Linked DNA regions of Xenopus laevis: region 1 is linked to region 2. A link is a contact called in public Hi-C data. All regions are on one chromosome and are shown on one strand. Each heading gives the region's core, a stretch centred on a gene start, on an enhancer-like site or on the middle of the called end of the contact. The rest is flanking DNA. Distances are from core to core; before and after follow the strand shown.

Evidence for each region. Hi-C and Micro-C count contacts between places; a contact is called where the count stands out from the background.
Region 1: a Hi-C map of the XTC cell line shows a contact between it and region 2, with 1.7 times the contacts expected there. The contact joins the promoter of ly6g6c.L here to the enhancer-like site in region 2. A contact is called at or near these places in 3 of 4 Hi-C or Micro-C datasets (the XL177 cell line, the XTC cell line and animal cap).

What each region holds. Positions count from the first base shown.
Region 1 is chr8L:66,374,018-66,379,752 of Xenopus_laevis_v10.1, reverse strand. ly6g6c.L reads right to left here and starts at 3,804. Exons shown (of 4, transcript XM_018230159.2): 1 at 3,705-3,804; 2 at 808-872. The coding sequence starts at 856.
Region 2 is chr8L:66,335,588-66,341,027 of Xenopus_laevis_v10.1, reverse strand. No RefSeq gene overlaps it. Among protein-coding and RNA genes, the nearest start is that of csnk2b.L, 13 kb to the right of the region's middle. Within about 2 kb of position 4,172, at least 1 of the 7 cell types and tissues checked has an H3K27ac peak or open chromatin away from gene starts, as enhancers often do.

The DNA.
Region 1 (5,735 bases), core at 2,555-5,054, 39 kb before region 2:
GTATTTTCTTAATGTCACATACACCCAAATGGAGATTACACAATTTTTTTTTTTAAAGTTTTGTAAATGAAATTGCAGCATTGCACATTATGATGTGCAAAATGAAATTCACCTAAAAGACTGGGAACGACAGCACAGGGTATTAATATATTTACAAATAATTTTTTGCAATATTTTAATTATGCAGATTGCATGAATGATAAGTTACTATAACTGCTATATATGTCCTTTAATCACAGAAAATGCAATACTGTGTGAATCTGATGAAGAAGAGCAGACACAGTTTTGATGAAAGGGAAAGGATCCGCGGGATTGGCATAAGAGACAAAGCTTTCGGTTGCAATTACATTTACAAATTGGTTTTAAAATGATTGCACTCTTATTAATGCATATTGGAAAGTTGCTTAGCATTTGATTTTCTTTCATCTCTTTTTGGCCCTTTTAAAATAGGACTTGTTATTATTCCTTACAGCAGTTTGCAACGTTGGAAGTGGTTTAAAGTTTACTTTAGGTTAGTAAAACTTTCATGATCAGTTAAACAGGCTAAAGTTGACCATGAACTTCAAGTTCCACTGTGTCTTCCCAGATCAATTGGATCATAATAGGGTCTATATAAACCCATCAGAAGTGGACCTCAATGGTAATGTCGCATCTAGTATACACAGACCCCTATAAACTTCACCAACATGCTCGAAGCATATCAACTAGTCAAGCAGGCTGTCCGTTTTTCATTATGCCACTATATACAGGTCACCAAGCTACCAACCCAGCCCATATATAGTCACTTTTCTTTCCTAGGCCACTTACCCATTACAATGGCTCCAATAATCACAGACAAGGACAAAAGCAGCTTCATGGTGCTTGAGAATACTCTGAAAAAAATGTGAAATGACTTAAACTCTAAGAAAATTGTTGAATTGGGAAGGCAATAGGAGAAAGAAAAGGGGCAAAAATAACCACACACCATGCTTAAAACCAGGGCTGGCCATCTGGAGGTCTGCTGGCTGGATGTTGCCCTCCTTCGGCCCCCTGCCTATAAAATCCATTGGTTTTTGTTCAACATTATCATTTTGATATAATCTGAATCATGAACACATGTCAGCTAACAGACCCAGTGCATGGAAAGAGTTGGGCAGCACTAATCTAAAGTTGTTATGGTTAGGAGTTTTTTTTGTAATGAATTATTATTGGGCTTCTACAAAGTGGCAGGTCTTTAATTTTAGTAAGATAAATACTTAAATGCATGATGGATTCAGATACATTTTGGGATTGTTATTGACACTGCACTGGTGTCACTACACTGGTGCATTTACATGTGGTTTGTAACAGAATAGCATTGAAACTGGCACCCATTCCTACACAGTAAATTATCCTTTATTTTCAAGCAAAAGCAAGTATTTCCCAAAATGATATTCCCCATTCCAAGCTTGTATGGTATAACCTAGCATAGCCTTTTAGTTCCCTCAGCATTTTACATTGATTTACTGACTAATATGGCACCCACCAAATTACCATGGTAATAACACAAGTACAAGACCATGATGCGGCTGAAAAGTTGCATTTATGTCTGCAAAGGTTCTTTGGAAAAATAAAAAGTTAGTGATAAATACCCAGTAAGGGCACACAGTTCCCCAGACAGAAATCTCATAACTAGGGATGCACCGAATCCACTATTTTGGATTCGGCCAAACCCCCGAATCCTTCGCAAAAGATTTGGCCAAATACCGAACCGAATCCCAATTTTCATATGCAAATTAGGGGTGGAAAGGGGAAATTTTTTTTACTTCCTTGTTTTGTGACTAAAAGTCACGCGGTTTCCCTCCCCGCCCAAATTTGCATATGCAAATTAGGATCTGGTTCGGTCGAATCCGAATCCTGCTGAAAAAGGCCGAATTCTGAACTGAATCCTGGAATCGGTGCATCCCTACTCATTACATGAGATTTGTGCTAAGAAAAATGAAGGTGGATCAGGAGTCATTTAGCAGAAGGGAAAATGGGGCGCAAGATGAAAATCCACATTAATAAAACCAACAGTGGATACAAATGGCTCCTGAATTCTCAGTTTGGAGATTTTCCAACCTGGTCCCAATGCACAATAATGATTCTGATGGCAAACAAGCATGGGTGTCCCCAGGACAGGGTGGGGCAAGTTTATTAAACAAAATACATCTAAACCTGTATACACTAACCACAACCAGCCTATAAAATAAATTTGACCGGAGATAAATAGTTGCGACCATCATATGAGGTTTACCTTGACATGGTAGGTTACTTGGCAATTTTATGATCACAACTTTGTAACTTTGAACTCCTTTTTGTAAATATATGCACTATCACAGATATTAAATAACTAAATTGTTACCAGGGGATGTACATGAATTAATCCCATATCTTTTGCATACACTATCCAAGTGTCAGGTCGGAGAGATTTGTATTTGCAATCTCTGCAAGCCGCTAAATTTATACAAAATTGTATAACTAGTGGTCTGTTTTAAGAAGAGTGTGCAAATAATAAAAATGTATCGCAATATATACAACACAATAAGGGTTGTAATTTTTGGGGAAAAAATGCTCCTTGGAAACTTATCTGATTTCACTGGATTTATGGGTGTAATCCAATGAGCCAGAAAATTCCAGCACCACTGTATACAGATAACAGTACTGATGGGAGCAAAAGCTAGAGATCTTGCCATTGGTATTTTCAATTCTATACAGTATATTGATTCTATATATTCATTCCTTTAGGTGCAGACAAAAGTTAAATTTTACAGCAAAACTTAGCTCTAAAAGCAGGTATGGTACCCATGAAAAATTTATGGCAAATTACACTGTTTCTCCACTATAACAATATTACATACAATTGAATACAGTGGTTCTGGTAAACCAATCTTTGGTGGCAGTATAGCGGATATCTAGGGGCTGGAAGAAAACAACACTATCTCCAGCTCAACTGTACTCAAAAACATTCTAAAGGGTCGTTAAAAGCAGCACAATACATAAATAGAATATGTATATAGTTCAAATACTCCACGCGAATACATTGTGCCTTGAAAGAAAAAGTTTTCACTTGCATCCCTCAGGCTGCTATTAACTCCTGCTAAACTGCAACACCCAAAGCCTCTCCTTAGCATGAACTATTCTTATAAATTATATAATGTGATGTTCTGTGATGATACTTGTTGGGAAAAACCTGGCAGAGCTGCCAACCACAAGGAGAATTAAAACAAAACATGCTTTGAGTGCTACAGTTTAGTAGTTAAACTGCTTTGTAGCAAATGCTATCTCAACAATAACACCTACCTTCTCCTAACAGAATAGATACAGAGGAGATCAGATTGAGATTTTGTGGGTTCCCTTGGTGCAGCAGCCACAGGTAGCCATGCTCCCCAAATTACTGCTCATTCACACAGACTCACAAACAAACACACAAGGAGTATCACACTAGGTCTCTCGCATATACAGAACAGCAGCTTTCAGAAACCCTGCAGCAGTTGAGAGTTGAGATCTCAAACTCCATTATGAAGCCCTAGGGCACTTGCTTTTGCCCTGCTTGAGAGTAAAGTTTCAGGGATGCCCAAGTGAATGAGTAAAAGTTCCAAAGAGAAGCTCAAATAAGGCAGACCACCAGATATGTCCCAGGTAGAGAATGATTGGAGCACATAGAATTGTGGAAAGTAGGAAATGTATTGGATAGTTAAAATTACCAGACGTTCCCTGCAGCTGGATCAGTGCTCTAGACTCTGTGCTGGGGGAAGGTGTAGCCCACCTTTATATACCCCAGCTCCTAAGGGAGGGGCCTGCAAGCCAAATAACTGGTGATTCTAACGGGACACACCTTTGTGTTTGTAAAGACTGAGCAGCTCTTAGCTCTTTATGCATAACAGGGTGTGGTGGGAAGGGAGCAGTTACTGTCACACTGTCCTTAACTCCTCTGTATTTGGTTGCTATTTTTAGTATTCAATTATATATCTGTGTGTGTGACGTGTAAGGCTGGGCAAGAGGGATACATGTTTATTCATTGCAACATGACCCCTCTTGGGCTGCAAAACAAATGTACTGGCAGCCTGGTCATTTAGAAAGTTGTCCTTGGGAATTTCCAGTCTGGCAGCTTTCACTATGCGAGTCATATTGGAAAGGTTAATATGATCAGAGCCATGGATTTTACCCAGTCTGACAGCTGTTCAGAGAGCACTGCCAATGGCCATGGAAAGAGGCACTCGCACAACAGGATTAAATACTCACAGTTGCAGAAATTTCCAGGCTGTCTTCTGGGCATGGGGATGGAATTGTGTGTTTTTGCCACTCATATAATACTGTATTTGAAGATTTACCCTCTTGGTATGGCCCAAGGATCTTATGGGAGGCATCAAAGGGAAACTGCAGATAAAGTGCTTACTGTAAAAACTCAGTACGCTATTATAAAACACTTACAGAGGTCATTAAGCTAGGTTCATGCATTTGCAGAAGTACTTGAAATATTTAAAATTTACATTGTTTCATTTAAGTGCAATTACACTACAGGTAACCTTCAGACTTGTCTGAATAATTTTCCTTATAGTGGCAGCAATTACCAACCCTCTGTTCTCCTGAATCCCTTTAAACATTTTTCTTTTATTTCAGGAACATTATAGTTCATTTCTGTGTTTCACACTTCCCTGCGGCACAGTGATAGAGGAGACTGGGCTTCATGAACTCCTACATTCTCCTGCTGTGGAACGCATGCAAGATTCAGCCCAGGGGACGCACAAGCAACGGCTTATGTTATGTATGGAATTGCGGAGAACATTAGGGAGGGCAATGGATAACTAAAAGATGGGAACAAAGAATGAAAACAAGTGGAAAAATAGTATTCCTGGAGTTAATGTAGTGCTCTAAATAGGTTTTATGTTGTATGTCTTGAATGCAACCCTTCAAATCCATTTTCTGCAGTGATCCTATTGGCATCTCTGGATTATGCAGTTCTCATTAAGACTAAAGTGGGTGTCAGGGGTGTCTGGGGGGGGTGGTAAAAAAGAGCATTCCATTATATATGGAATGAGCACCAATGCTATGACCTCCACCTAGAACAATGCACAAGCTCAGGGCCATTTCTGGGCCAGGAGCTGCCTGAGATGGCTCCTACAATTCCGCCCCCTTGTCCCCCCATGCTTACCTTTCCTACACTGGAGGGAATCTGGAGGGGGGTCGCATCCAGAGGCGTAAATATATAGTGGAAGCAGACTCTGCAGTCGCAGGGGGGCCCAGACTGTGGGGTCTGCCTCCTTTATAGCTAATAAAAAAAAAACCTACTCCCCAGTGCTCTCTCTTACCGCAAGGAAGGGGAAGCAAGTCGGCCAGGAGTGGGCGGAGTCAGAGAGGGCATGGGTGGGGTGGAGGCAGGACAAGAAGTGGAGGGAAGGATGGGGATTGGAGTGCGCAGGGCCCCTCTGAAGACTTTTTTGCAGGGGGGCCCTGCACACTCTAGTTACGCCACTTACCATCACTAGAAGAGCCAGATTTCCTGTAAACTGCTCAGTTTTACAACTTGCCTCATTGGCGCATCTCCCCTGCACATGCTCCATGGGTCCCCACAGAATGTGTATGTGAGAATCTAACTGTGAGGGTCTGAATATTTTACAACTTCATACATTGTTAGTCTAACACTATCAGCCAAATAAGTAATAACAACAAGTAACAAAACAGTAGTAACAACAAGATTCTCATTGAAACTGGATGAGACCTGATTTTCATGCAAA
Region 2 (5,440 bases), core at 2,923-5,422:
CAGAAGTCATGGTTGATATTCAATATGAGATGTATTTCAATTCAGAAAAACTTCTCTCACTGTTTATCACGTGAAGTCTATGGGAAAAACTACAACTGAATTAGGAGACAATTTTTTTTCTCCTTGAATTTAATCTTGTCCATAGGTTTTCACTTGATAAACAATGACATAACTTTTTCTCACTGAATTAAATCTGGCCCTATATCTCTGCGATAAAATAGGGGTTGTCAGTTTCCCAGGTGCCATGTGAGTTATGCTCTGATAAACATCAGTCACATTTTACTGCTGCACTTCAATTTCAGAGTGATATCACCCTCTCCCTTTTCTCAAGCAGCCCTTCAGCAGAACAATTGGAAGGTAACCAGATTATAACTCCTTGGTAGATATGTGAATAGCACTCAATAGTAAAAATACAAGTTCTACTTTGACTCCTTCAGTTACATTAAGTAGGAGAAACAATAGGCTTATCTGAAAGCAGTTCCATCATGAAGTGCTGCTCTCTCTGAAAGCTCAGTATCAGACACAATGCACTAAGATGGCTGCCTACACACCAATATAACAACAGAAAAATATTATACTTATTGCTTCAGGAATAACATTTTATATGGTAGAGTGAATTATTTGCAATGCAAACAGTGTAATTTAGAAATAACAACTACACCATAAAAATCACAACATAATCCCCTGAGCTCAAAAGGATACACAGGGCACAAAGCCATCAGGTTATTTAATGGAATGGTATTTAAGGCAATTTAGAAGAGGAAGATACCTTTGCTGAAAATGATTTCAACAGCTGTACAGTTGTTTTATATGTTAAACAATGTATTTGTGAGTTATCCCCCAACAGATTTTCTTCTGGCTGGAACACACTCATGCAATTGTCTCTGGTCTAAGTGGCCAAATCCACCTTTAGTCGGCAATTTGCCAATGCACTGACAAACAGCAGGGTTGACTTTTTTGTGAGGTTGTGGAGGCACATTTATTATATAACTATTTATATCTCTAATAAAAAAACATTAAACGCATTTAAGAAAAATAATTAAGCATGCAAGTAGGTACATGTTTATACTAATTCCAGTCTTGGCTATGCAGCCAAAACAAGGTATTTAAAAAAAAAACCAGGCCAGTGCTGAAAAAAGTATGTTTCAAATGGTTCTCTATTTGCTTAATCGCTGGTTCCAAAAATATAAAAAAGTATCGTGCACAGCTGAGCTGTCAAGCCCGTGGACCAGATGTGGCCCTCGACAAGATTGTTATGGCTATAGGGCTCCATAGACTTCATTGTATGATGTAATATTAGCCCTTTGCCTGTCAAACGTACAGCAAATGGGGTGTCTTCAATTTGGGGCCCCTAGAGGCCACTTAATTAAACCTATTCACATTGGACAGCAGACTTTTCAGTAGACCCCTGGCCTTAATATTTAGGTTGATCTTGGTACCTTATGTAATATGGGAAATAAGATCAGGCAAACTGTAAGCTTTGGACATTTTTCAAAAATCTCAGATTTTTTTAAAATCGGTAACCTTAGGAAAGCATTGTGACTGGGTAGTTTAGAGTTGAAAGACATCTTTAGTTATTTTGGATTCCTTAGAATCTGTTCTTAGCAAAAATGCATGGTTTGCTAGGGTAAAAGTAGAATTTTTGGTTGTGGTTTCTGGAGCAGTGCTTTGGAAATTTGGTAGTGTACTGCTTGGAGTTTTTGACCTATAAAATTCAGAGATCTCCATAAAACTATACATCAGTTTTCATGCATAAAATATTGTTTCTGATATGTGTTTATATTATGGAAAATATGTTTGTTTTTCATTTTTGACATTTATAAGCCTATATTTTGTTACAGAAGTGGAATTTTGAAAGCTTAGGCTGTCCTGAAAAAAAGATAAATCATTTTCCTGGGTAAACTGAATGCTACCCCCAGGAAAGGCCCCTAAAGTGAAAAAGCACAAAACTGTCTGGCAATAAAAGTACCCCAAGAGACCAAATTGGAAAACGCCAACATACAGGTTTTTCAGAATTTTTCTCAGAAGTTAAAATAATCCTTGCTAGAAAGAGAAAACCAGATATATGTCAGCCAATATTAGTTTTTGTTTGGGAAGAATTTAATGAATGTGACTTCATCACCAGCCATTCCATAATTTATCAGAAGTGAGATTCCTGGGGCTAACATTCATCAAAATCTGGGAGAAAGTCCAAAAAGCCTTCCTCAAGCAAATTGAACTATTTCTCTGCCAGAGAAGAAAATATGACTCCTTTTGTGCCTATTAGAACTGTTGTAAGCCCCTGACTTCTCAAAATGGATGCATATTATACTTGGAGGCACACTTATCAATGTTTTCTTAAACTCCCTTAAATTCAAATTAATTCTGAATTCTACTTGGCGAAATGCATTAATAATAATTTAATAAAATCAAATTATTAAAACTCGGACGAATTTAAACAACCCGAAAATGTGAATCAAATTAGATTCAAATTCGATCAAACTCGATTTGAGTTTTTTCTCAGAAAAAAAATTGAATGTCAGGAAAGCTGCAAAAATCATCAAATTGTTTCCTGAACCTCTCCCATTGACTTAAACAGTAATTCGGCAGGTTTTAGGTGGCGAATAGCCAAGTTCTAATTCTTAAAGGGTACGAGTATGATAAATCTTGAAAATTTACTTAGAATTTTTTACAAAAACTTGAATTTGGTTTGGATAATTCCCTAGACAATAACGCCCTGCCCACGTATGAGTAATATATGCCATATAAAGCAGCATTGTTTTAAATTTCAGTCAAAGTTACATTGGGAATTATTTTAGGTCTTGTGCAAATATTTTTGTATTCACTCCATATGCAGACAGCATACATAAGCTTCCAGGTGGCTCCCATAGCACACTTCCCCATCAACTGTATTTAAAAGAGTCACAAACAGATGAAACCATGTCTTGCATGTCACACTGTGTATCTCCAAATGTCACATCATTCATTTCAATAGAAAAACACAAGTTTGCTCAATCTACACCATGTACAGCACCCTATGGCCTATAGAACCGAAGCTTTTATCCCCAATTCCCAATGAAAGCATAAAAAGTAACTTTCTGGAATTTACAATATTATATCTAGGCATTTACTAGCAGTAGTGGATACAAACTTATTAAAATACTGTACATGGATTCTCAGTTGTGTTTGCACATTACATACTGTATACCAATCTTGTTCAGCTTTATACATTTACACACGTGCAGGGGAAATTTGTTCACCATGTAAACTTTATAAATGAACCCCATTATGTTTGGTCAGGTGCAGTAACCCATAACCACCAATCAGCAGGTGGCATTTACTGGTCAGCTGTTTATATGCCAAAATCTTATTGGTTGCTATCTGTTTTCTAGAATTCATATACCAGCACAGAGTAACTGCAATGCAGATGTTTTAGGCTACTAAAGAAAATGGCACTGATCTCCATTGTATGCTGATGTGTAAATTGTTGCACTTTGCTATAGGTTACTAATGCTGGGCATACTTATTACATATGGATAAAAGGCTGATTATTAGTGGGGGGAACATATTTTTCACCCACAATGCACAGCTTGCAACTCTCTGTAAGTACTGCTCAAGTGTTTTGTGGATTGGTTACTAAGAGGATATACCCAGGTATTAGCTTTGTACATGGTTACTGGTGTAAAAAAAGGAGAGCTAGAATACATAATACAGACTAAAACAACGGTAGCACTTGTAGGGATCAAAGCAGCACTGTGCTACACCAATATCTTTTCTTGTTAATAAGTGGACAAGCAAATGTTTTACTCCTGTTTATTCAGCACAGTTAAAACATGCAGAAAATAAGTAGTCTGACAGGTAAGGAGAGTAGCAGCACAAACTGAACATATTGATTTCTCAAATCCCATTTGTTTGCCTCATTAAACAAATATAGCCTCCTTTTTTGACATTAGCTCACTAGGTTGGAATTATTTAGAAAACTTGAATAAACTCTACCTGAAATATAAGTGTATTTTTTTTTTTCTACACAAAAATATCCGATACCACAGATGTGAAAGGAAACCTTGATCTCTCTGTTCACAGGCAGCAGCTCTGAATTTACTTTAAGCCTCATGTAATGCAACCCCTCCCTATGTTTCATGTTGATGGAATGGTACAGGAAGGCCCTCTGCTTTCCATAGTGTGTGCTGCACATGTCCCATAATCCATCACTTCATAATGGAACAAAGCAAGGGTGGGGTTGCATGTTGGTAAATTGTCAAATATCATGGTTTTCTATGAAATCAGGTATGTTTGGGTTAAAATATATCTACATATTTGGAAGTCCAGATAGTGTGTATGCATATTTTCTACATATGCCCAACGGAATGAACTCATGTTGAAAATAGATTTTCCCTTTACAGGTTGTCTGCTAATGAGTGACACCTGCTGGTAGCAATCAGTATCTCTTTCAGCACTTGTAAATGATTAGAGAAAGAAATCCAGCACAGGGAGTATGGGCTTGATTATTGGGAATGCTTGCGACCTGGGGTTTTCTGCATCTTTCGATAATTTGAATGTCCTTACCTTAAGTGAATGCCATGGGAGATTTTGTAGGATGGTGTTGTATCAACAAAATGCATCAAGTCAGATGTAAATGTTTGGGTCAAAAAATCTAAAATTTTCCATCAGACATGATGTATGCAAACGCTACATGCTGAGTCTTCCTCCGACGAGATAAAATCTGATGGATGTAAATGCATTATCAACACCACCCGACTATCTGATCAAACTTTACATTCTAGCAATGGGGGAAGGGGGGATCAGATTTTGTAGAATCCAACAAATCTCATGCTGTTGTGTGCAGCTGCATTGCAAAATCAGATACATTTTGAAAATCTGATCTAATTCTCACATGTAGTTTTATCCTATGGTTTCATGGAGCTTAGTACCAAGTACAAGGTAATCTTTTATTAATACTGAGAAAAAGGAGAACTAAAAAATGCTTTAATTGTTCGCTATGGGAGATGGTTGCCTTTTTGTATAATGGGTTTCCAGATAATAGTTAGATAAAGGAAAGATAGTAACCCCCTGCTCTCCAATACCATCCAATTCTTATTCACTGAAAAAGTACTGTGCCAATAAATACCAATAAACATACAAAGTACTAATTAATTGTTGTAATTGATGTAGTCCCACAATGAAATTCAATTAAAGTGCCATTGCTAATTTCATTTGCGTTGTGTCACTATTGCAAGTATTGCATGCCAAGTTGGTTACATGCCGTGTATATCTATCTATATATATATATATCTATCTATCTCAATTCATTAATTAGGAAAAAGCTTCTATCATAATGAATTTAAAGTGATAGTGCTAATCAAAATGCAACCTCAGGCTGCTTAAAAAATTGCTTGTGCTAATCACTGTTTAAAAAAAAAAAAGTTCTATTAAAAAAAACCAAACCGTCATTTAAGAGATA